Regions from separate parts of the Mus musculus genome. Here all the other regions are linked to region 3. A link is a contact called in public HiCAR-type, HiChIP or PLAC-seq and promoter capture Hi-C data. All regions are on one chromosome and are shown on one strand. Each heading gives the region's core, a stretch centred on a gene start, on an enhancer-like site or on the middle of the called end of the contact. The rest is flanking DNA. Distances are from core to core; before and after follow the strand shown.

Region 1 (3,024 bases), core at 509-3,008, 370 kb after region 3:
TGCATTCCCCTGGTCTTCAGACTGGATTGTTTCACATGTCTGCCCAGATATCCTCCCACTCACCTCCATTAGACCTCAAGAAAGTGAAAGTTGTTTGGAAGACTGACCTAAAATCCACTTAGAGTGGGAGGGGGAAGATGGGGACTCCAGGAGAGCCAGCAGAACATCCCTAGACCCACCAAAGACCCTAGACCCTGACTATGGAGAAGGTGGCTGGGGACATGAGGATCATAGGCTCTGGTTACTCACTCTGCCTCATCAAAACCAATCTTCACATGTGGCTTTACGAAACCGGGATTCCCGGCCTGAATGTAATGATCCTCTTCAAACAGAGACCACTTTGATCAGAGATGATTTCAGACTGAACACTGCCACTAGGAACAAGCATCCCAAGAGCAATGAGTATGCAGAGAAACAGGAGAGGGGAAGAGGAAATGCCAGGCGAGGCAGGCCACCATACCAAGCCTGGAAAGTCAGACAACCTGCAACCCTCAGGAGCTTGGCTCTCCTAACTCTCAGGATCAATTCTCACTGCTCAACAGTTTCCTTCAGTAAGCAGCTTTCTCTAACTTCTAATGCTAACAGTGAAATAAAGGGCTGGTTTTTTTGTTTGTTTGTTTGTTTTTTAACAAGTCAGTATTTTACTCATGGAGGCAATCGCAAAACGCCTGGGATACGTAGAAGAAAAGTTATGCAGAAGTCTAGATTATTATGGCCACGCAGAGGATGTTACCTCCTTGTAGTGCAGGACTTGCCACCGTGCTGAGTGAATATCAGGGAAATGATTCTCTTTTCTTTTTGGTTTTGAACCATCGTATTTAGTCAGTGCCAAGAGACTCGGTGGGAGTGGGAGAGAGGGAGGAGAGGGGAGGAAGGAGAGAACAGAAAGGCGGGGGTGGGGTGTGGGGTGTGTGTGTGTGTGAGGAGGCGCTAAATCTCACATCTTTTCCAGTCAATGGAATACTAAAGAGCAACTAGCTTGAATTACATGCTGAGAAACACAAAGCGCTTCAACTTGCCTAAAATGGGTAAAACTAAAAAGTGTAAATGTAAATTTTTGAAATGAAAAAAGAAAGAAGAAAAACATTCAAGACAGTTGCATCCCTGAAATTTCTCAATACTCTGGAGGCAGAGGTAGGAAGATGAGTTCAAGGCCAGCCTAAGCTACACAGTGAGAGCCAGTCGCCCTCCCCCCGCCCCCGCCCCCATCCCTCCAAAATTGTAGAGATCGATTTAATCAGCTGTGGTAAAAAAGCCAATGCCCTTCAGCATTACTTTTACACATGTTCGAGTCTTTAAAAATGCATACAAATATGCATAAAACTCTATGTGTAGAGTCAGAGGTTGCAAACCTTTCTGAAACCACAAAAGGATCCATGAACCTTGGGTTACAAAGCCCTTGTTTTAATAAACTCTGTGTTTGTGTGTGTGTGTGTGTGTGTGTGTGTTACAAAGCACAGACTATAGTATTGGTAGGGAACATAGCTCTTTTCTTTTATTTGAGCACAGTAAACACTTGGAAGTGTCAAAGGACATTCTAATAAATGCTATGAACTAGGTAGGTTCTGAATGCCCAATCTGTTGTGGTGATCTTTCCCCCCTGGCATGTTAGGTAACTGGATCAGGCTAAATTATTCAAAATTAGTATTCCAACTAGATCTTTAGGATGGCAAGTCTCCGGATGCAGACAAGCCTGTGCAAGGGAAAGGGCGCTTTTGCAAAGATATGTGATATCCTCAAGCCTACAGCAGATCAGCCGGGCTTTATTAACCTTGACGGAAACGTAACATTAAGGACTGTTCAGTGAGAGGCACGTAAGAGTGCACACTACAGGAGGTGGGAGAACGGAGCCAAAGCTGTTGTTCACAGAAACATTCCAATAAACCCGTTCTTTAACCATCAAACCCCAGGAGAGTGGCAGGCAGGGCAGCTGCCAGCAAAGCTGATCAGAATCGTCATATTAGCATCACTGTGTTCCAACCTCCTGGCATTGGATGATTACAAACAAACTGTCTTTTAGAAATGAAAGTCACTGATGTCCAAGTGCAATGTTCACAAGGTGCCCAGCACAGAAGGACTCAAGCAAGTGAGGACGGGCTGCAGGCGCATTCCTAAAGCCACGTGTGGCTTCTCCTCTTGGCCCTGTTCCATTTGCTCAAGGAAGACACTTTGATTTAAAATTTTTCTGCACCACTTTCGGGAAAAGGAGGGCAGTGAGCCTTCCCTGGCACTCCTTGCTGAGTCAAGAACAGGTAGCGACAGGCTTGGCCCAGAGGAGCTCTGCTGTCTCTCCTGTTCTCCCAGGAGCCGCAGATAAAGTCAGAACCAAGCAAACACTGGAGGGAGAGCTTACAGGCTAGACAGTGGATTACTCCATTTTTTAAAAGTGGAAAACTTTCTTAAATTCTGGATATTTATTTTCCCTAGCTTCCTCATGAATATGATTTTTTGCTTTAAGGGTCAGCATAAATTCCACACTGTGACTGAAGACATTTTTAGTCAAACAATAAAGAGGAAGAGACTGGATTAAAGCAATCAATGTTTAAGCCTTCAGGGGCCCAGTTTTAACCTGGATATAGTTTGAAAAAGAGCCACCATATATAATAAAAAACTTTGGATTAAAGATAGTAAAAAGTAACTTTCTTGAAAGTGATTTTAGTATATGATATGAATGCATCTCAGATAAAGAATGTTCAGAACAGTGGTTTTCCTTTGGGCAAAGAAAGAGGATAAGAGGACAGAGCAGTGGCTGAGTAGGGGCTCCCACTGTAACTATGTTGTACTTCAGAGAGAATCAGAGAGAGAGAGAGAGAGAGAGAGAGAACAGATAGACAGATAGCAAATAGGCAAAATATTACCATCTATTAAATTTATTAATTTTGGTACATGGTATTTGTTATATAGAACTTTACAACTTGTATGCTTAAAATATTTTGAAATATGAAGTAGCTGGTTTAAAAGAGACTATTCACCCACCCCGAGCTCCTGAAGGCAGTGGAAGGAATGCTTCAATCTGAAGAAACC
Region 2 (3,189 bases), core at 64-2,563, 280 kb after region 3:
AGAATCTCCTATTAGGACAGAAATGTCCTGGCAATTCAGGTGGAAAAGGGTAGAGTCGTTGATGAAATGTGCTGGACCAAGAAGATCGCTTTACAGGGAAATGAAAGTCTCCATGCATGCAGATTGCATTCACCACGGACCTGAGATTCAAATGGGAGGGTTTGGAGCATAGCCGTGCTGCACACGCTCCAGGCTTTGGATCTGATCCCTGAGACAAAGAAAACAAAGCCCCTGAAATGAGGAAGCAACACAATAAAAGTCCTGGAAAGAACACAAGACTCAGAGACAGGCAAAGAAGAGGTCTTAAAGCTTGAGGACACTAACCATGAAAAAAAAAAAACGGGCTGATAAATTGTATTTCACTAAAATCATTGGCTTTTGATTTTTTAAAAAGATTTATTTATTTTTATTATATATAAGTACACTGTAGCTGTCTTCAGACACTCCAGAAGAGGGAGTCAGATCTCATTACAGATGGTTGTGAGCCACCATGTGGTTGCTGGGATTTGAACTTCGGACCTTCGGAAGAACAGTCGGGTGCTCTTACCCACTGAGCCATCTCACCAGCCCTGGTTTTTTTTTTTTAAAGCACTACCAGGAAAGAGAAAAAGGCAAGCTATAGATTGAGGATCAATGTTTACAATCATTTATATGTAATTGGTCTGGCCTGGGTGTTTTATCATGTCTGTTGCTTACCAAATAAATCACATCTAATTCAAACCTGAGCCTGCAGGCACAACCTAGCTCTTTCCCCCTAGATAATAGAATAGTTATTTATTCCCACAGACAACTTGAGTTATCAGAGGAGCAGGAAGGGAAAAGGTGCCCTTTGAGAATCAGTTTCTCACGACTTGGCATCAAACGCCCAATAAATATATGCTAGAGACAAATGAAAGCAGTAGAGGGGGCTCTAAGCTCAGGGCTTGGTGAAGACTGAAGTCACCTCCTGGTGTAGGTGGTCATTGAGAGGCCTGATGCAGCTTAGTTTAGTCAACCTGTGGGAGTGGTAGTGTGAGTCACAGATTAAGAGAGCATGCTGGGTGTGTGGCCATTTGGAATAGATATAACCCGAGAAGAGAGGAGAGTGAGAAGAGACTTTGGAAGACTGGAAGATCTGGAGGCAGAAGAACTCACTTGTTGCTGTAAGACGAAGCAGGGAGGGAAGGCTCTCCACATGTTCACGAGGAAGCTTTCTGCAAAGCCTTCTCGGTTCAAACATCTTTGACAGTTACAAAATTTGTTCAACCAATAGAGTCTTCCAAAGTGACGTGGGCACACATCCTGTTCTTCAGAACCTTATGAATGACTAATAATAAACGAGAACAGTGAGTGGGAGGGAGCTTAGAGAGGATGAGCCAGGGAAAGAATTAACCAAGATTCCTTCCCTACTCCCGCTTCTCTCCTCTCTGTCCTTTAAACAGGTTTTGGTGAGAATTGTCCATAAGATTACTCGATTCCTGCCTGCTGCTTCCTCATCTTTGCACCGTTCCTTCTTCCATGGCAAGACCTGGCTTTCACTTCCAGGATTTTTTTTTAACTTAATTACTTAATTCATTTGCAGCTTCTGTTTGGTTTTGGTCTGGTGGTGACCACCTTGCTGGGGCAGGTATCCCCGTGGACAAGGAGAGAAGGAGGAGGTGGGGAGTGTAGGGAGAAGGTGGAGATAGGAAGGGAAAGAGAAAAGCAACAGATTAATTCCATTGAGATCCACTCCCTAGTTTAGACTTAGAAAGGATCAAGGCTGAGTGCCAAACTGAATGAGAGCAAGTCTCCAATTCTGAACCAAGGCTTAGTTGGCTGCGAGTGCTAAACGCACAGGCAAAGCTCAGCGCTGCTAAAACACACAAGCAGAGAACTCCACTGGTGCCCGGCTGCCTCTGCTGCCTTGATTAGCACTCCCTACACTTAGATTTCAACACGACCTAGCTCCACTTGCTTACTCGACACACTCTGTGAGAGCTGCCTTAGCTGATAATACAATGAGCGTGTCTTCTTTTGTATTGCTGGACTGTCTCACCATGGGAACAAATCAGACTGCATACAGTTTCCCTACCACAGGACACTTCTGTTGTTTCTAGCCGAAGGCTGTTATGAGTAATGCTGCTATGAACAGGATTTTAGATGATGATTAGCAGACCAGTGTGCTTGCTTAGGTATACAAGGAAACCAAGTATTTAACTTTGACAGAAACTGTCAGAAACCTCCCCAAAGTGGTTAAACAAACTGACACGTTGTCGAACATTGTTTTACAGTTCCAGCTGGCTTACCTTCGCTTTGGCAGCTGGTACTGTCAGTCTTTGATTATGGGAATTCTGGTGGGTGTGTGTCTTAAATGGCTTTAATTTTCACTTGCTTGGTTAAAAATGAGATGAAACTGCTGGAGTGGTGGTTCGGTGGTTAAGAGCACTGGCTGCTCTTCTAGAGGGCCCAGGTTGGATTCTCAGTACCCAGTGGTTGCTCATAACTTCAATTCCAGGGAATCTAATGCCCTCTTCTGGCCTTTGTGGGCACCAGAAACACACATGGTATAGAGACATACATGCAGGCAAAGTACCCATACATATCAAATAATTTTTTTTTAAGAACGTGATTAAGCACTTTTTTTTTTCTTTTTTGGTTTTTCCCAGATGGGTTTTTCTGTATATCTTTGGCTTCCCTAGAATTCACTCTTTAGGCAAGGCTGGCCTTGAGATGCTCCTGCCTCTGCCTCCCAAGTGCCAGGATTAAAGGTGTGTGGCACCACTGCCCTGCAGAGCATAGTAACCATGTGGGTAGCTTTACTAGTCAAGTGTTTATTCAAGATTTCTACTTATTTGTTTTATTGACGTTCTTACCTTTGGACATCTCTGATCAGATATGTGAATTACAGCTAGGAGTATGCCTCAGTGACATAACACTTTCCTGATGTGCTCTGGCTTCTGTTCCAGGCACCACAGGAAAGAGGCCTGTCTGTCTGTCTGTCTGTCTGTCTCTCTCTCTCTGTCTCTCTCTCTCTCTGTGTGTTGCATTGAGGGAAATGAAAGAGTGTTGGCTAACACAGCACATGGCATGTATAGAATCTTTTCAAGACATCGTGTGATTTAATATTCAGGCATTCAAGATTCCTCTAAGTGTCTACTAAATGTCTGATACTTGGCCACGAAGTGTTTTGAACCATTTCTCATGGAATTCTAACATCTCCAGACACCA
Region 3 (3,498 bases), core at 987-3,486:
TCCTTTTCAGCTTGTCTTTTCTGAGTCTTATCCACAGCTTGGCTTGTCTAAGTGTTGTCTTGATGAGTTAACTACTCTTGTGAGAGGGACTCAGGCTTTTATTGCTCACTCTGGCAGGGTGCCTAGTGAATCTGCTCGGTTTCAGGGACTTCCTGGAACTACTTTGAATTGTTTACCTTCCTGTTTAAGGAGCTTCCTTGCAGGGTGGAATGTTTCAATCTCAGAGGAAACTGCTACACAACAAACTTGTGTTAACAAAATGACAGGCTTTGTTTCTTACCTTTAAAGTGTCAATTTAGGGTTGGAGAAAGGGCTCAGTGAGTTGAGTGACTGTCACACAAACATGAGGACTTTCTGATCCCCAGCACCTGCATAAAGACCCAAGCATGTGCCATGTGGCACGCTAGTCAAGTGCTACTGAGGTCTGACAAGCTCATCCCTGGGGCTGGCTCTCCTGCCACCCCAACCTACTAGGTGAGTTCAGGCCATTGAGATCCTGTGTGAAAAAGCAAGCTGGGTAGCTTCCACAGAACAATACCAACTGCCCTCTGCCTTCCATGTTTACCTAAACACATACACAATTTTAAATGTTTACGTTAATCCTAAGTCATAACTCCTTGTAAAACAGTTTGAGTTTGGGGCAGGGGTCCTGCTTTTGTTCAGGATTGAAACCACATACTTCTGAAAGTGAATCTTCTTCCTTTGAGATTAGGTCTTACTATGAAACCTACTTTGTCCTCGTTAATCTCCTACCTCAGCCTCCCAAGTACAGGGACTACAGATAGGTCCCTTATTTGGGGGAGAGAGGCAGAGACAGAGACAGAAGTTAATCCTGGAGCACTCTCATAGTCATTAAAAGCAAACGCCTTTCAAAGCCCTGGCAAGTTGAGGGAAAGACAAGTCTATTAGAGCAAGGAGCACACACAGAAGTGTCTGCTGTAATAAGCTGCCGTTTATCCTGCAGGTGTGTGGCAGACGCTGGGCTTCACCTGCACACCATGTCCCCTCCTCACCACCCTGGCAGAGCCGCTGTTTCCTTCTCCTCCATATAAGAACGCAGAGCCGCTGTTTCCTTCTCCTCCATATAAGAACGCTGTAGGTTGGCCAGTTTACAGGTCCTGCTTACTCAGCTATTTCAGGGAGACATAGGATTTATGTCTTTTTATTTTTAAACTGGGCTCTTTTTTCCCCTTTGAGGGGGTCAGCTGTTCTGAATAAGGGTCTTCTGTAGTCCAGGCTGGCTGTGAAGTTCTAAGCAAACTTTGTGATGCTCTTACATCTATTTGTGCTCGGTGCTAGCACTCTGGGCTTTATACCGTGCTAGAGACTGAAGCCAGGGCCTGAGGCAGGAGCTTGAGGGAGGAACAGAAAGCACCCACACACTGAGCAGCACAGGAAGCCACCCTGTGCCTGCCTTAAAGGACCAGCTCTCTGTCTTGCTCTGCTCCGTCCAACCCACGTGCATCCAACTGACTGACTGTGAAACCCACACTTTAGGAGCCACTCAGAAAGAGGAGCAGAACCCAGAACCTTCTGGGAGGCATCACTTTTCTCTTCAAGAAGGAAGCCCTCAGAAAGTACAGCCTGCGTCCCCAGCAGACCTGCATGGCTGGCCAGCCCAGGTGACAAAGGAGGCTCGCAATCTGATAGCTTTGTTTTGTAGCCTTTGCAGTGCCAGAGCCCATGGCAAAGTGTGCCAAATGTGTCGAGCCCCTGGATTTATGCAGGACATTCACACATGACCTCCATGATCACTGTGACACTAGCCAGGTTAACTCACAAGTCTCCGACCCAGCCAAGACCTAGCCCTTTCCTCGTGGCTCCTGTAGTCTTCAACCAACTTGATTGCATGATATTTTGCTCTGTTCATTTCAAGATTCCCATCCTAGCTGGGTGTGCTCCTCGGCTCAGGCCCAGTGCACTCAGGATGCCAGCATTCTGCAGCTGAGGGATTAACGTCAGAAACAAGACTTTAGCCCCAAGGAAGTTTTCTTTTCCCCGCTCAAAGCAATCTGGGTTAAGAGCTAGGAAGACCAGAGTATTTAGTGCCTCGGGTCCCTTGTGTGTTTTCCAGCAGCCTTCCACCTTCCTGGCCATTGGATCTGGCCTGCTAAGTAACTTGCACAAACAAAAGACAGGCCTTTGTTTGGCGTTCACAGTTCCACGTTCTGATCACTAGATGGCAGCATGGACACATCTAAAGTGCACGGCTGTGGCAAACACTTCTTAAAAGCTTACTTAACAGGCATTAGCAAAAGGACTCGGAGGGGACCTGAACTCCACCTCCCAGCGTGCATTAATCAGCATGTGACTTCTCCTGCGCAGAGATCTGAAGTTTGTCTCCTGAAGGAATCTGGAGGACTGTGTGGACTCACTCTTCTAAAGTAAGATATTTTTTTCTAATCACTTTCGACAAAACTTTTGGGGACTGAGAGTTGTAGCTTGTGTTGCCATCTTCTCCATATCGCCGAGTTGAAGATGCATCTTCAGTTAGTGTGGGAGTTGGGAATCCTCTTGTATTTATTAGAGTTTGAAAATAGCCAAAGAAAGACAACTGTTCCAGTATCTGTCCTAAGTAAACTGGCTCGTGAAAATATTTGGAATTCCAGAAAATACTCTGAGCCTTTTTCTAGTAAAAAGAAATTTAGGGTTTTAGTACAATCTTTAGAAGTAGGAAAGTCATTATGTTAAGAGTGGGTTAAGTTTACAATTTCTGGACGTATTCCCACTCTAAACCCCACCCTGTTACCCCCCCTCCCCAAAAAAAAAACAAAAACAAAAAAACAAAAAAACCCATGTTGCCTTGAGACTGCTTGGAGGTCAGCTGGAGAAAGGTTTAGAAGTAAACAGAAACTAAATTTTGTGCCTGGTTGCTTCTGGGTGGTCTCGGGGGTCATGGAGGTGCTTAAGAGAGCACTGAGCAGGTGCCTTCACTGATTCTCAACCTGTGGGTCGCGACCCCCACGCCTAGGTTCTATCTAATTAGATATTCTGAATGTCAGGTGTTTACATTATGGTTCATAACAGCACCAAAATTACAGTTGTGAAGTAGCAACAAAAATATGGGTCACCACAACATGAAGAACTGCGTTAAAGTGTCGCTGCATTAGGACGGTTGAGAACCAGGGCTTTGGTGGGCGAATACCCAGGGTCCCTTAGTGAAGGCCCTGGACTGTGAGTTTCTTATGCTGTACTCAGGGTCGGGGGAGGCAGGGACGGCTCATCCCTTCCTAAAAGCACAAGTTAGCTTTCTCTCAACTCCTACCACACTCTAAGTGAAATTTCTCTCTGCGTGCTACTGGTAAAAAGCAAAGCAAAGCGTACTGCATCAGAATTGGGGAGACGCCATGAAGCCAGATCCTGTTACCCAGCATGTGCGCATGATTGGATCACAGAGTGGGGGTCATCAGTTGGCTTCAGAAGCCCCTCTTACCGTGTGACTGTGTCGGGCTGGATCTCAGAGGAAGGCTCTAATAGGAACCTAACAGGATGGCTTTT
Region 4 (3,308 bases), core at 423-2,922, 410 kb after region 3:
TTCGTGCATCAAACAGCAAGAGGTTCCATCTCTAGAAAGCGCAATATTAAAATCAGGGGGAAAAAAACCCACTTCAGCAAGGACCTTACTTTAATCAAGTTTCTCTTTTTAAGGTCTGACGAACATTAATGCATTTTTTTTTTGCCACCCAAGAACAATCAGCTGAAGAGTCCTCTAGAAAGCCACCCAACTCTATCACCATCTCCATCTTTAGTACTAACCACCAGTCTGAGCCCCAGTATTTGATGCCATAGCCATCAAATGTTAATAAACACCACAAGTTGTTCTCAGCCCTAAAACAACAAAAATTTTAGTTAAATATGCTTACTTAGAAAGCTGCAGTGTTGGCCTTTACTTTTAAAAGTTCATTAAAAAAACAAAACAGATTAAATCTAGATGATGAAATCTTTTTATCATTTGTCCCACTTAAGTTTTAGACTCGACCCATAAACAGAGCCAAGATTGGTGTCTGTCTCAGAAGACCGAAGGAAGCCTACATGTAGCAGAGGCGTCATGTTTGTATCGTTTTCTGTTTTGGAGGTCAGGCACAAAACATGGTGCCATTATCCTAGAGTTTCCCCGTAATCAAAAGTCTGAAAGGTGCTATTAGTAGGTAATTTCTCTCTCAAATGCCAGCCCTGGAGAATCGGTGTGAGGCCCTCCTTATTATTTTGAAAATCAAAGTTGAGATTTGGCAGCTGAATGCATGATATGTGTGTGTATGGGGAGGGGGGGGTGTCTATCTCAGATTGGTAAGTGGGCCCCAGGTTCTCCCGAGGGACTGATTCTTAGGAGCTGGGAAGGGCTTTGCCAGCCAGGAGGACTGACAGGCACTTCTGCTTTCATTTCACTGACCGCCCTTTGGTGAAATCTGGCTGTGCACTGCACCAAGCACCTTTCTATCTGTCCTAGGCCGGTGGCGGACCTCAGCCTGGCCGCCACCACCCCACCCCAACCCCGCCGCAGGGGCTTGGGTACATCTTTCTAAAACTTTGCAAGAGTTCCTCTCCGCTTCCCGTTCCCGCCCGCGGAGACGCCGAGGGCCCCGCCAGCCGGCCCGCAAGGCCTCGGGGCCGCCCAGTGCGGATGTGCCCTTTCCCCGCAGCCGGGGCCGCTCGATCCGCGACTCCTGCTTGGGGCTCTCCCCTAGTCCCCCCCCGAACCCCGGGAGCTTCGAGCCAGTGGGACCCGCTGCACCGTGGTGCGGAGAGCTGGCGGCTCCGTTCCTCTACCTGCCCCGGGGCTTACCCTGGAGATGCGGCGCGGCCTCTCCTCGCCTGCGGGCTCCCGCTGCGGAGCGGCGCGGACCGGCGGGAGCCCGAGCCGGGTCGGGGCGCGGGCGGGCGGGCGGGCGGCTCAGCGGCGCGCCATGGCTGCGGCGCGGGCGGAGAAGCGCGGGGCGGGCCGGGCGCGGCGGGGCCCTGAGCTCCGGCCTGCGCTGCTAGAGCCGGCCCGCGAGCAGGCCGAGGGCGGCGGCGGCGGCGGCGGCGGCGGCAGGCCGGGGGCGCGCAGGGCACGGGAAGCCGTCAGCGCGCAGCCGGGCTGCTCGGGTGGCGAAACCTCCTCTTCCTGCCCGGCTCGCCTCGGTACTTCTCTCTCGTCCTCTCTCGCTCACTCTCTCACTTCCTGGCTGGAAATTCCCACTGACGTCGAGAGAGAGCAGACAGACGGACGGACCCACGCGCGCGCGCACAGCGGGGGCGGGAGGTGGGGTCGCCTCCGGGGGTGGGGGAAGCCCGCGCGCCCCGACCCGGCGCCCCGAACCCCAAGCCCCGCGGCGGCCGCGACGCCCCCGGGAGGCGCCCGCAGCCCAAGGGCAGGCCCGGACAGCTGGAGGCCACGGGAGACCGGCCTGGTCCCCACGCGCTGGGCACAAAAGTCAATCTCATCTGCTTGTTCCCTCCTCTGGGGGTCTCGGCTACACTCAGATCGCTCCATAGAGCGGACAGGAATTTCGAGATCGTAGCTGAGGTTCTCTCCAGAGAACCATGAATTTATATTGGGTCTGGATGAAGTCTTCAATCCGCTCGATTATTTCAGCCACAGCGCATTGTCCGGCCTGTGTGATCATCGCTGTGGATGGAATTAGAGCGACAGTGAGACCCGCAGTGTTGGTTCACAGCTCATAAATCCTTATCCGGCTCAAGGGAGGTTATTTTTCTGGAGAGGCCTCCCACTGATGACCGTTTGCGAGCATTTGAGCGTCTTTATTCTTTGGGCAAAGTGCCTCCATGGGCCAGGAATGACAGCCTGGGGCTAGGTAGCTCCCAAGTGAGTTTTGACTTAAACCTATTTTAGAGTTCGGGGGTCTCACTACTGAGTTCAAGTGGAAATACAACTTTGAAAGGCCAGGGATCAATCAGGTAGTGAGCATGCAGTTTTATTTTGGTACTTAACCCTCCGCTCAGCGTTCCACTTATGAAGTTATAAAAAACCCTCTCAGTGGGATGTTGTTGAGGGAAACACAGGTGCCCCCCCCCACACTGTATATTAGAGAGTCTTTAAGTGACCTTAAAGAGCCCTGTAATCAACCTTAAAGCTATATCATTAAATTGTAGAGACCGTTTTGCCATCTAGAGTTCAGAGGCTTCCTATAGATGGAAGACAACGATGGTTGTTATTATTTATGGGACATTAGAAATTGTAACCTACGGGCCTGGGAAATGACTCAACAGAGTGGTCGTTGGGATCTTTAGCATTCCTGCAGGTGGGGGTATCTGTAACCTCAGCGGACAGTTGGACCTGGAACTCATTGGATAACTAACAAAGCCAAGCGCTGAGTGACAGAAAGTGACAAACACAGACCTCTGTGAGAGAGAGTGGGGGTGGGGGGGACAGAGGGAGGGGGAGGGGGAGAGGGCAAGAACTGTGTCCTTGTTACTATTTAGCACATTGCTATATAGTATATAAAATGATTCTTTTCCCTGATGATATAAATACAAAGCCTGAAAGCTCTGGTGAAACAACAAAGTATAAAGTGTTTGTCTTTCCTCTGAGGACTAGGTGGGATGGGGAAAACTCTACAGTCTGCAAGGTGGGGCAGTCCCATTGTCAAAGGCACATAAATAAGACTGTTACAAAGGTAGAGGCAATGGGATATACTACTAGAACACAAGTTGAAGACTGTTCATCAGCAAGAAGTATCTAGTTAAACTTCAAGCTCCAAATGATCCCATGGGATATACCTAAAACAGAAGCCTGTGTGGGAAGCAGGTAGACTAGGCTCCTATGTCTGTGGCAACAGAAACCAATGTCAGGGATTTGTTCCTTCACAGTCCTTGCTGCAAGAGGTCTGACATTCAGATGTG
Region 5 (3,038 bases), core at 40-2,539, 390 kb after region 3:
CTGGAACCAGCGTGACAGGAGGTTGTCAGTCATCATGTGGGAGTTAGGAACCAGCCTGAGTCCTCTGCAAGAGCAGTAAGCACTCTTACTAGTTAAGCCATCTATCTCTTCAGCCATATTAAGTAGGCTACTAAAGGGTTACACACCTGTGCTGGGGGCTGGGTGGGCTGGGCTGGGTTGGAGTGCTGCCTGCCAGGATAACTGCTAACATTCAAGCTGTTCCTGTTGTTTTTTGTTTGCTTTCAGATAAGACCCTCTAGAGAAGATTGCAAAGAGCTGCTTTAAACCAGCCGCCTTTGCCAACTCCCTCTTCTACGTGATGTGGAGTGATTTTTTGCTTACTATAATCTTGTTATAATGGTGAATTCTCCACACTTGAGGCGTTCTGCCAATTTTGTGCATGCCAACACACGAAGTAGCATGCTGTCACGGTGACTGGAGCGGGAAGAGGCTCCCTCTATATTCCCTGAGCGCTCTTTAGCCTTCATGCACACACTGTCCAGTCAAATTGTGTTGTCTCCACTGGGGAGATGCACATTAGGAGTCTCAGCATGTTTCTCTCGTTTCTGCAACATGCCTTCTCCCGAGTGTGCTTTCTGTTCCTACATCTAGTACCTGGTGAGCCCATAGAACTCTTCTACAGTGTAACCCAGAGAACAGAATAGGACCTTACAGTGCATGAATTTCAGATGAGCTACTTACAAGGCAATCCAAACGTGAAGGGAGAGAGAGAAAGAGAGAGAGAGAAAGAGAGAGAGAGAGAGAGAGAGAGAGAGAGAGAGAGAGAGAGAGAGAGAGAAAGAGAGAGAGAATATCTCACAAAAGCCACAGTTAGCTAAACTAAAAATTAAAACATGTGTGTGTGTGTGTGTGAGAGAGAGAGAGAGAGAGAGAGAGAGAGAGAAAGAGAGAGAGAGTGTGTGTGTGTGTCATCCACAGTGCTGTAGGAACAGATTTGTGATACTTGTGTATGCCATGGTCTGTATCACAGGGAAACCATGTTTGAAATGTTACCTGGATGTTTTTGGCCCTTCATCAACCCATCAGAAAGAGGTTTGCCTACCCTGTCAGTTTCCAAAGAAACAAAACTACACAAGAGTGGCATAGTCTGAACTCAGGGCTTATAGCTGTAGTAGGCTCAAAACAATGGCCACTGCCCTTTTCTATCCCTCACAACACAGGGACAATAAAATTGACATCTCTGCCCCTTGAATGTTGTCAGGCCCTTGGCAGGCCCTGACCAACAGGAGGATGCAGACATGAGTCATGAACATGGCTTTCAAGAAGCCGTTCAATGACTGGATTTTCTTTCCTGGAAGGGAAAGGCCTGGCCAGCCCAGTGGAGGATGAGAACCCACGTGTGGAGTGGAAACGCAGCAGAGCTCAGCCAAGACTTCCCAGGCTGAGCCCTCGGTGGCAGAGCAGCTGAGGACCTCCACAGAGCAGCCAGACAAATCACCACACACAGTCACAGGTCGCAAGAAATGAGGCATATCTGTGTTTCTATGTGCTTCTTCATGATTTATCTCGCCGCAGCAAAGGCTAGCCAATCAGAACGGTTAGTAAATGGAAAGACAGCAGCCTACACGATACAGCTTGGTCAGTGTCATGGGAACAGAGGGCGTGTGGAGCATGGGTTAATTACCCTGGCAATTCAGTATCACAGCTTTAATTACACTCTTAGTCACGGTCTGGACTTTGCACTGGCTTTTCTCCATCGGCTACTGAGTTCTCAATTGAACAAAAAATAAATAATTTTTTTTAAAAAAAGGAAAGAGCAAAAAGAAACAAAACAAAACAAAAAACCCAAGCTATCCAAGATACGAGCCCAACCCCCGTGACATCAGTACATGATTAGAACTGTTAAGGCTCTGAAGGTGTATTTGGTAATGAGCCCCTGTTAGCTTTAGGTAACGATGCCATTAGAAAACAAGTTAATGATACATTAAACCCATCAACCCTAATGTCTACAGTTTACTACTCGACAACAAGCCCGACTCCTGACTGTCTCATTCTTGCAAATGTAGCCTTCTCCAACCAATGCAGTGAACAGTCTTGTTGTCGCTCACTTCTTTCCTCACACTGTTTCTTGTGTGTGCACTTCCTTTCTATGTCCATAGCCACACCCTAGGGCAGACCTTATTACCTCACTCTGACAGAAACAGCTTTTCTACCGCTCACCCCCATGGCAGGGTATCTTCCTGATTAAATATCTTTCAGATCACAGCCAGGTGCTTTACATAGTGAAGTCCAAAGAGCAACTACTCAGCATATGATTATATTATATTATATATTATATAAGCACCACAACTATCACCATGATCCAACACAAGCACTTTACTATAGGGAAATCAATCATTTAAAGATGCATTGCTTGGCCAACAAGAGGGCTCTGCAGGTAAAAACACTTGCTGCTAAGCCCAAGGACCTAAGTCCTTACTTGGAACTTACATGCTCGAAGGAAAGAACCAGCTTCCAAAATTGTCCTTTGACCTCTACACATGTGAATGCTCACTGCATACACGCACACACGCATGTGTACACACACACATGTAACAGCTCTATGTCATTTCTTTCCAGTGTGTACATCTCTTCACACTCGAGATTCTATCCTGTTTAGATATTATGTATTCCACAACATGGTACTTCAAAATCAACTTCTTCCATAAAACCTGTATTTTCTCTTCCACTGTTATCGCCTCAGTCCATAAGGTCTATAACATTTCCTGGTGGTTTTGCACTATGGTTCACTGTTTCTATGCAACTTAATCATACATTATATATTTACAGTCTCCTTAAATGGTGTGCCTTACAGCCAGCAATGGGAGTTTTGATTTTGTATTTCAAAACCAGTAGACTAAATGATTTATACTGAAACCAGACAGAAAGGGTCGCTCACCTATACTCAATTCCCTTCACATTGAATACCAAGAACAAGCACATTCGTAGGAAGAGGAACACATCATTGCTTGCCAGAGGCCAGGGGAGTGAGTGAAGACTGGGAAGGGAGCCATCATTTACCACATTCAAGGCACTCT
Region 6 (3,536 bases), core at 632-3,131, 350 kb after region 3:
CCAGGCTTCAAACCCCAGCCCAAGCAAACTTTAATCCTGTGTAATTTGCTTGTCAACCAACACAACATAAAACAGACCAGGGCATACTTCTTCCAGAGCGGCGAGGCCATCAGCAGGACTGCCTTCCCATAGTTACAGAGTGACCTAATTCAGAGAAAGGTTTTGTACTAACTTTAACCTTGACTGTCCCAAAGCATGAGTTGCTTTCTTAGGCACAGAACTTAAAACTCTCTCTGACATTAAAATGAAGTGAATTTAGCAAGTCGTCTTTCTTCACAGGCCAAATACTTCCCCATTTAAGTGTAGGACAATGAATACCAAGTTCTGGTTTTGCTCCAAGGCTGATGATGCTCTTCCTACAAAGTCCCTGGATGGCTGATTCCAGCTCTAGATGGCTGATCACATCGGTCTGCTAATGATCGGCAGAGGCAGCGAGTCACGTGATCCCACTTTTAACTGACAGTGTGCACAGGAACACAGCACAGGAAGGCTCAAGGAAGCGCTTCACTTGGGTGAAATCAGGCAGGCTTTCCACTTAAGCAGAAAGGCCTCATGGGAGAAGGCCTGAGAGTTTGGAATCCGAGCCTTCTGAAGCTGCGCTGACAGGCTAGTTAGTCACTGGCGCTGATGGAAAGAGGTGGGAGGTGCATTCAAGAAGCACTTACTGTTTTTCTTACGACTAACTTCATGGTTGAAGGGCGGCAAGAATGAGGAACTGGGAGGACTCTGAGGTGAGGGACCTGAAAGATCTGCCAGTGACCAATGTGCTGTTTGATCCATCTGAAAGAGTGTAGTCGGGATGGTAGCATTTGGTTTTTACACAGACCACAGAATGAAAACAGGGAGGGCCCTGGGCTTTCTGTACTTTCCAAGATGCCATCTGAGAGAAAGAAAGCCTTACTTGTGGGGACAGCTGTGCGGCACAGGCAAACCTTGACAACGATTTCTTGGAACCATCATTTATCATGCCATAGTGGCCAAGAGGTATTCAACACCAATGTAGAAACTTATTCTGGGAAGGGAATGGAAGTATTACGTCTCTTGAAGATAAAGTTTATAGAGGGCAACTGTCTACTAGGAAGGTCTTTCTGAGAGTAGAATCTGAACAGAGACTCTTAATTGTAAGCACTCAAGCACAGGTAAGAAGCCAAAGGAGCCATCCTGCATAGTCAGCTGCTCGGAATGGGAAGAGTGTGGACTTCAGAGACAGGCTAGGCTGGCTGGGGGAGAGAGGCAGTTCCAGTCTGTGTGACCTTGCTTGGTCTCTTCACCTGTTCAGTAATGTTCAAGGGGCTGTTAATGAGGAATATATACATTCAAGTACACAAACACTTCACAACAGTACTCAGCAGAGGAGAGGACAACCCTCAGGGGCTATCTCAGACTGTCAGATGCTCCCTCACTTAGAGGATGTCTAATAGGTCCATTTGAAGCAAGTGGCTGGAAGATACTTGGCCCACATCAATTCCAAGGGGAAGGTTTTTCTTTTTTCCTACATTGCAGTGTTTTGTTAGTTTTCTACAAATACATTTATTTTCTTTCTTTTGCTATGTTTTATTTTTCTACAAAATACTATGTTATTCTAGTGTCAGCTGCCCTTCTTGGGGACAATCAGACTTCCTTGGCCTTCCCTGATGAAGGAAAACTCTTCTAGAATTCTGGGTCCATGGGTCAGAGCTCCTTTTAGAATAAGAACTACAAGTCATGGGCTCAGGTATAGCCCTCTTAGTCAGCCACGTACTTTTTTTTTTTTTTTTTTTTTTTAACCTCAGATAGCCCTGACCTACTGTGGAAAAGCATTTGCTGTTTCTTCAAAGGGGTAACAAGAGATGAGTGGCCTAGAACTTCCTCAGCATCACAGTTTCAAAAGCCAGGCTGCTCTCTGGGTGAATTCGGCTAACGTACTCTGACAGAAAGCAGAAGCAGCATAAATGTAAGACATCATACCTAAAATCATTCTTTTCTGCTGATTTTTCTTTCGAACATCCTCAGGGTTCTAACAGGGCCTGGCTCTGCTTGTGAACCCAACCTTGCTCTTTACCACAGCAGGTCATGGTTAGGTTAAGATCTCTCAAAGCCAGGCTCAAATCCCCCAGCTGTCGTGGAGTGACGTGTGTCAGCTTCTCCACCTTCAAAAATCAAATTAATGACGAAGTATCACCGGACTGTTTTAAGATTAAAGGAGTTAAGACAACACTTGGTTCCTGATGATATCAACAATCTCAGAAAATTGTTTCTTATCTAGCCCATTATTTCACTGAGTACTAAAGTTTACCAGTTTAGTTTGTTACGCCCCTTTCTAAGAGCCCCACACTGTAGAAGGTCAGAGAGTGGGGGCTACACCTCGTTCAGAACAAGCCCAATTTCTTTCTCTCACGGAATTAAACAGTGGGACTGACGCTAACTGGATAACTTCAACAATACAGGTAAAACCTAACTGGAGAACTCATCAAACAGAATGTCTAATAACAGTGTCTGGCACGGTTGGGAAGTGAGAGAAAGCTTCCGTGTGTTTAACTCATGCGGACTGAGATTTGAAGGCAGAGTTGAGCTGAGTAAGCAAGGAGCAAGTGGAGGATGAGGCAGCTTGGCAGGCGTTCTCTGCGGGCGGGTAGAGCGCATGCTCGAAAGGCATTCTCAGCAGGTCGAGCGCAGTCATGCTCGCAGGGTGCTCAGTGCTCTCGAGCCCTCATCCTGCTCATTAACAGCGCACAGGAGGAGTTCCTTCAAGCAGCTGCACCAATAGCCCGTGTCTCTTGTGTTTCCCACCTTCCTCACAATGTCAGCCCATCATGGCTCCACGACTGTGCCCTTTTCGAGAATGACTGGAGGACATAGGGTAGGAAAGTGATATGTGACTGGCTAGTAAGCGTTAAATAACGCCTTACTTCGCATGCTTGTTCATTTCCCAGAGCACGTGCTCATCTAAGTCTATGTGCATATTCTGTCTCTACAGCCGAGGAGGGAGAAATCCCCACAATAGCCATGTGGGGTCAGTAGTGGCACCCCATATCACCGGGGAAAGAACCAGCCCTTTGCAAGCTCAAGTAACATGCACCACCTGGTTCCAATGGTTTGGGGTAAGGTGGTGGTGCCCTGAACTCGGGGTCTGCCACTGCCTCCCCAAAGTCTATTCACATTTCCACGGCACCATGTCAACACTCGGCTCGGTTATTTTTCTCTCTCTAACTGGCTTTAATGCGCCATGGCTGTAATCACCGATCTGAGCACAGGTACAGCTACAGAGACTCCTGCTTGTTTGTTGGCACTGGTGAGGCATATTGTGAGAAAGGCCTCATGCTAGGTGTGAAAAGGAGGAGCAAGAGTCCCCTTGTCATCCTGAAAGTCTTTTCCATTTAAAGAAAAAAAAAAGGCTACTTGCTTACTCTTCTTGAGTCAAGTCAAATTATAAAGAAGGAGGGAGGGAGGGAGGGAGGGAGGGAGAGAGACGAAATAGTATATTGGTTTAATAATGTATGTCCTCTCAAGGATGACAGGGAGTCAGTTTACTGTTCTTTATTATTTATTTGTGCAAC

Evidence for each region. Promoter capture Hi-C pulls out the DNA fragments that hold promoters and counts their contacts. HiCAR-type assays count read pairs that join an accessible place to other places. HiChIP or PLAC-seq counts read pairs in DNA pulled down with a chosen protein or histone mark.
Region 1: a promoter capture Hi-C map of the 3T3-L1 cell line shows a contact between it and region 3, with 4 times the contacts expected there. The contact joins the enhancer-like site here to the promoter of Bdh2 in region 3. A contact is called at or near these places in 17 of 39 promoter capture datasets (the 3T3-L1 cell line, 3T3-L1-derived adipocytes, the C10 cell line and 9 more), 2 of 15 datasets of contacts at CTCF or cohesin (the NIH/3T3 cell line and large pre-B cells), 2 of 484 Hi-C or Micro-C datasets (the N1E-115 cell line and nephron progenitors), 3 of 115 datasets of contacts at active chromatin or transcription factors (astrocytes, embryonic fibroblasts and embryonic stem cells) and 3 of 9 other capture datasets (adipose tissue, embryonic stem cells and pancreatic islet).
Region 2: a contact with region 3 is called in a HiCAR-type map of fibro-adipogenic progenitors, with 3 times the contacts expected there. The contact joins the enhancer-like site here to the promoter of Bdh2 in region 3. A contact is called at or near these places in 6 of 39 promoter capture datasets (cranial neural crest, frontonasal cranial neural crest, hematopoietic stem and progenitor cells and 2 more), 1 of 15 datasets of contacts at CTCF or cohesin (the NIH/3T3 cell line), 3 of 484 Hi-C or Micro-C datasets (CD8 T cells, Th2 cells and cortical neurons), 6 of 115 datasets of contacts at active chromatin or transcription factors (bone marrow-derived macrophages, embryonic stem cells, fibro-adipogenic progenitors and 2 more) and 3 of 9 other capture datasets (adipose tissue, embryonic stem cells and liver).
Region 4: an H3K4me3 HiChIP or PLAC-seq map of embryonic stem cells shows a contact between it and region 3, with 26 read pairs. The contact joins the promoter of Nfkb1 here to the promoter of Bdh2 in region 3. A contact is called at or near these places in 13 of 39 promoter capture datasets (the C10 cell line, the HPC-7 cell line, cancer-associated fibroblasts and 9 more), 1 of 15 datasets of contacts at CTCF or cohesin (the NIH/3T3 cell line), 4 of 484 Hi-C or Micro-C datasets (embryonic fibroblasts, embryonic stem cells and nephron progenitors), 26 of 115 datasets of contacts at active chromatin or transcription factors (the 230-238 cell line, bone marrow-derived dendritic cells, bone marrow-derived macrophages and 18 more) and 3 of 9 other capture datasets (adipose tissue, liver and pancreatic islet).
Region 5: a contact with region 3 is called in a promoter capture Hi-C map of hippocampal neurons, with 2.4 times the contacts expected there. The contact joins the enhancer-like site here to the promoter of Bdh2 in region 3. A contact is called at or near these places in 12 of 39 promoter capture datasets (the 3T3-L1 cell line, the C10 cell line, cranial neural crest and 6 more) and 6 of 115 datasets of contacts at active chromatin or transcription factors (astrocytes, embryonic basal ganglia, embryonic fibroblasts and 3 more).
Region 6: a promoter capture Hi-C map of hippocampal neurons shows a contact between it and region 3, with 4 times the contacts expected there. The contact joins the enhancer-like site here to the promoter of Bdh2 in region 3. A contact is called at or near these places in 19 of 39 promoter capture datasets (the 3T3-L1 cell line, 3T3-L1-derived adipocytes, the C10 cell line and 11 more), 2 of 15 datasets of contacts at CTCF or cohesin (the NIH/3T3 cell line and large pre-B cells), 4 of 484 Hi-C or Micro-C datasets (the G1E-ER4 cell line, the N1E-115 cell line, brown adipocytes and 1 more), 3 of 115 datasets of contacts at active chromatin or transcription factors (astrocytes, embryonic fibroblasts and embryonic stem cells) and 2 of 9 other capture datasets (embryonic stem cells and pancreatic islet).

Annotation. Positions count from the first base shown.
Region 1 is chr3:135,649,168-135,652,191 of GRCm38.p6, forward strand. All of the region lies in intron 6 of Nfkb1 (nuclear factor of kappa light polypeptide gene enhancer in B cells 1, p105), which reads right to left. Among named protein-coding and RNA genes, the nearest start is that of Nfkb1, 41 kb to the right of the region's middle. Within about 2 kb of position 1,759, at least 18 of the 459 cell types and tissues checked have an H3K27ac peak or open chromatin away from gene starts, as enhancers often do.
Region 2 is chr3:135,555,203-135,558,391 of GRCm38.p6, forward strand. All of the region lies in intron 13 of Manba (mannosidase, beta A, lysosomal), which reads left to right. Among named protein-coding and RNA genes, the nearest start is that of Gm46827, 52 kb to the right of the region's middle. Within about 2 kb of position 1,314, at least 50 of the 459 cell types and tissues checked have an H3K27ac peak or open chromatin away from gene starts, as enhancers often do. A contact at or near this core is called in adipose tissue and fibro-adipogenic progenitors, where this site is marked.
Region 3 is chr3:135,278,985-135,282,482 of GRCm38.p6, forward strand. It overlaps Bdh2 (3-hydroxybutyrate dehydrogenase, type 2), which reads left to right and starts at 2,237. Exons shown (of 10, transcript NM_001172055.1): 1 at 2,237-2,384. Gm46826 (a long non-coding RNA gene) reads right to left here. Exons shown (of 3, transcript XR_001783991.2): 3 at 3,448-3,498.
Region 4 is chr3:135,689,875-135,693,182 of GRCm38.p6, forward strand. Nfkb1 (nuclear factor of kappa light polypeptide gene enhancer in B cells 1, p105) reads right to left here and starts at 1,673. Exons shown (of 25, transcript NM_008689.2): 1 at 1,249-1,673.
Region 5 is chr3:135,673,567-135,676,604 of GRCm38.p6, forward strand. The region is part of intron 1 of Nfkb1 (nuclear factor of kappa light polypeptide gene enhancer in B cells 1, p105); the gene reads right to left. Among named protein-coding and RNA genes, the nearest start is that of Nfkb1, 16 kb to the right of the region's middle. Within about 2 kb of position 1,290, at least 128 of the 459 cell types and tissues checked have an H3K27ac peak or open chromatin away from gene starts, as enhancers often do. A contact at or near this core is called in astrocytes, embryonic fibroblasts, heart atrium and 3 more, where this site is marked.
Region 6 is chr3:135,628,275-135,631,810 of GRCm38.p6, forward strand. All of the region lies in intron 6 of Nfkb1 (nuclear factor of kappa light polypeptide gene enhancer in B cells 1, p105), which reads right to left. Among named protein-coding and RNA genes, the nearest start is that of Gm46827, 22 kb to the left of the region's middle. Within about 2 kb of position 1,882, at least 78 of the 459 cell types and tissues checked have an H3K27ac peak or open chromatin away from gene starts, as enhancers often do. A contact at or near this core is called in hematopoietic stem and progenitor cells, hippocampal neurons and pancreatic islet, where this site is marked.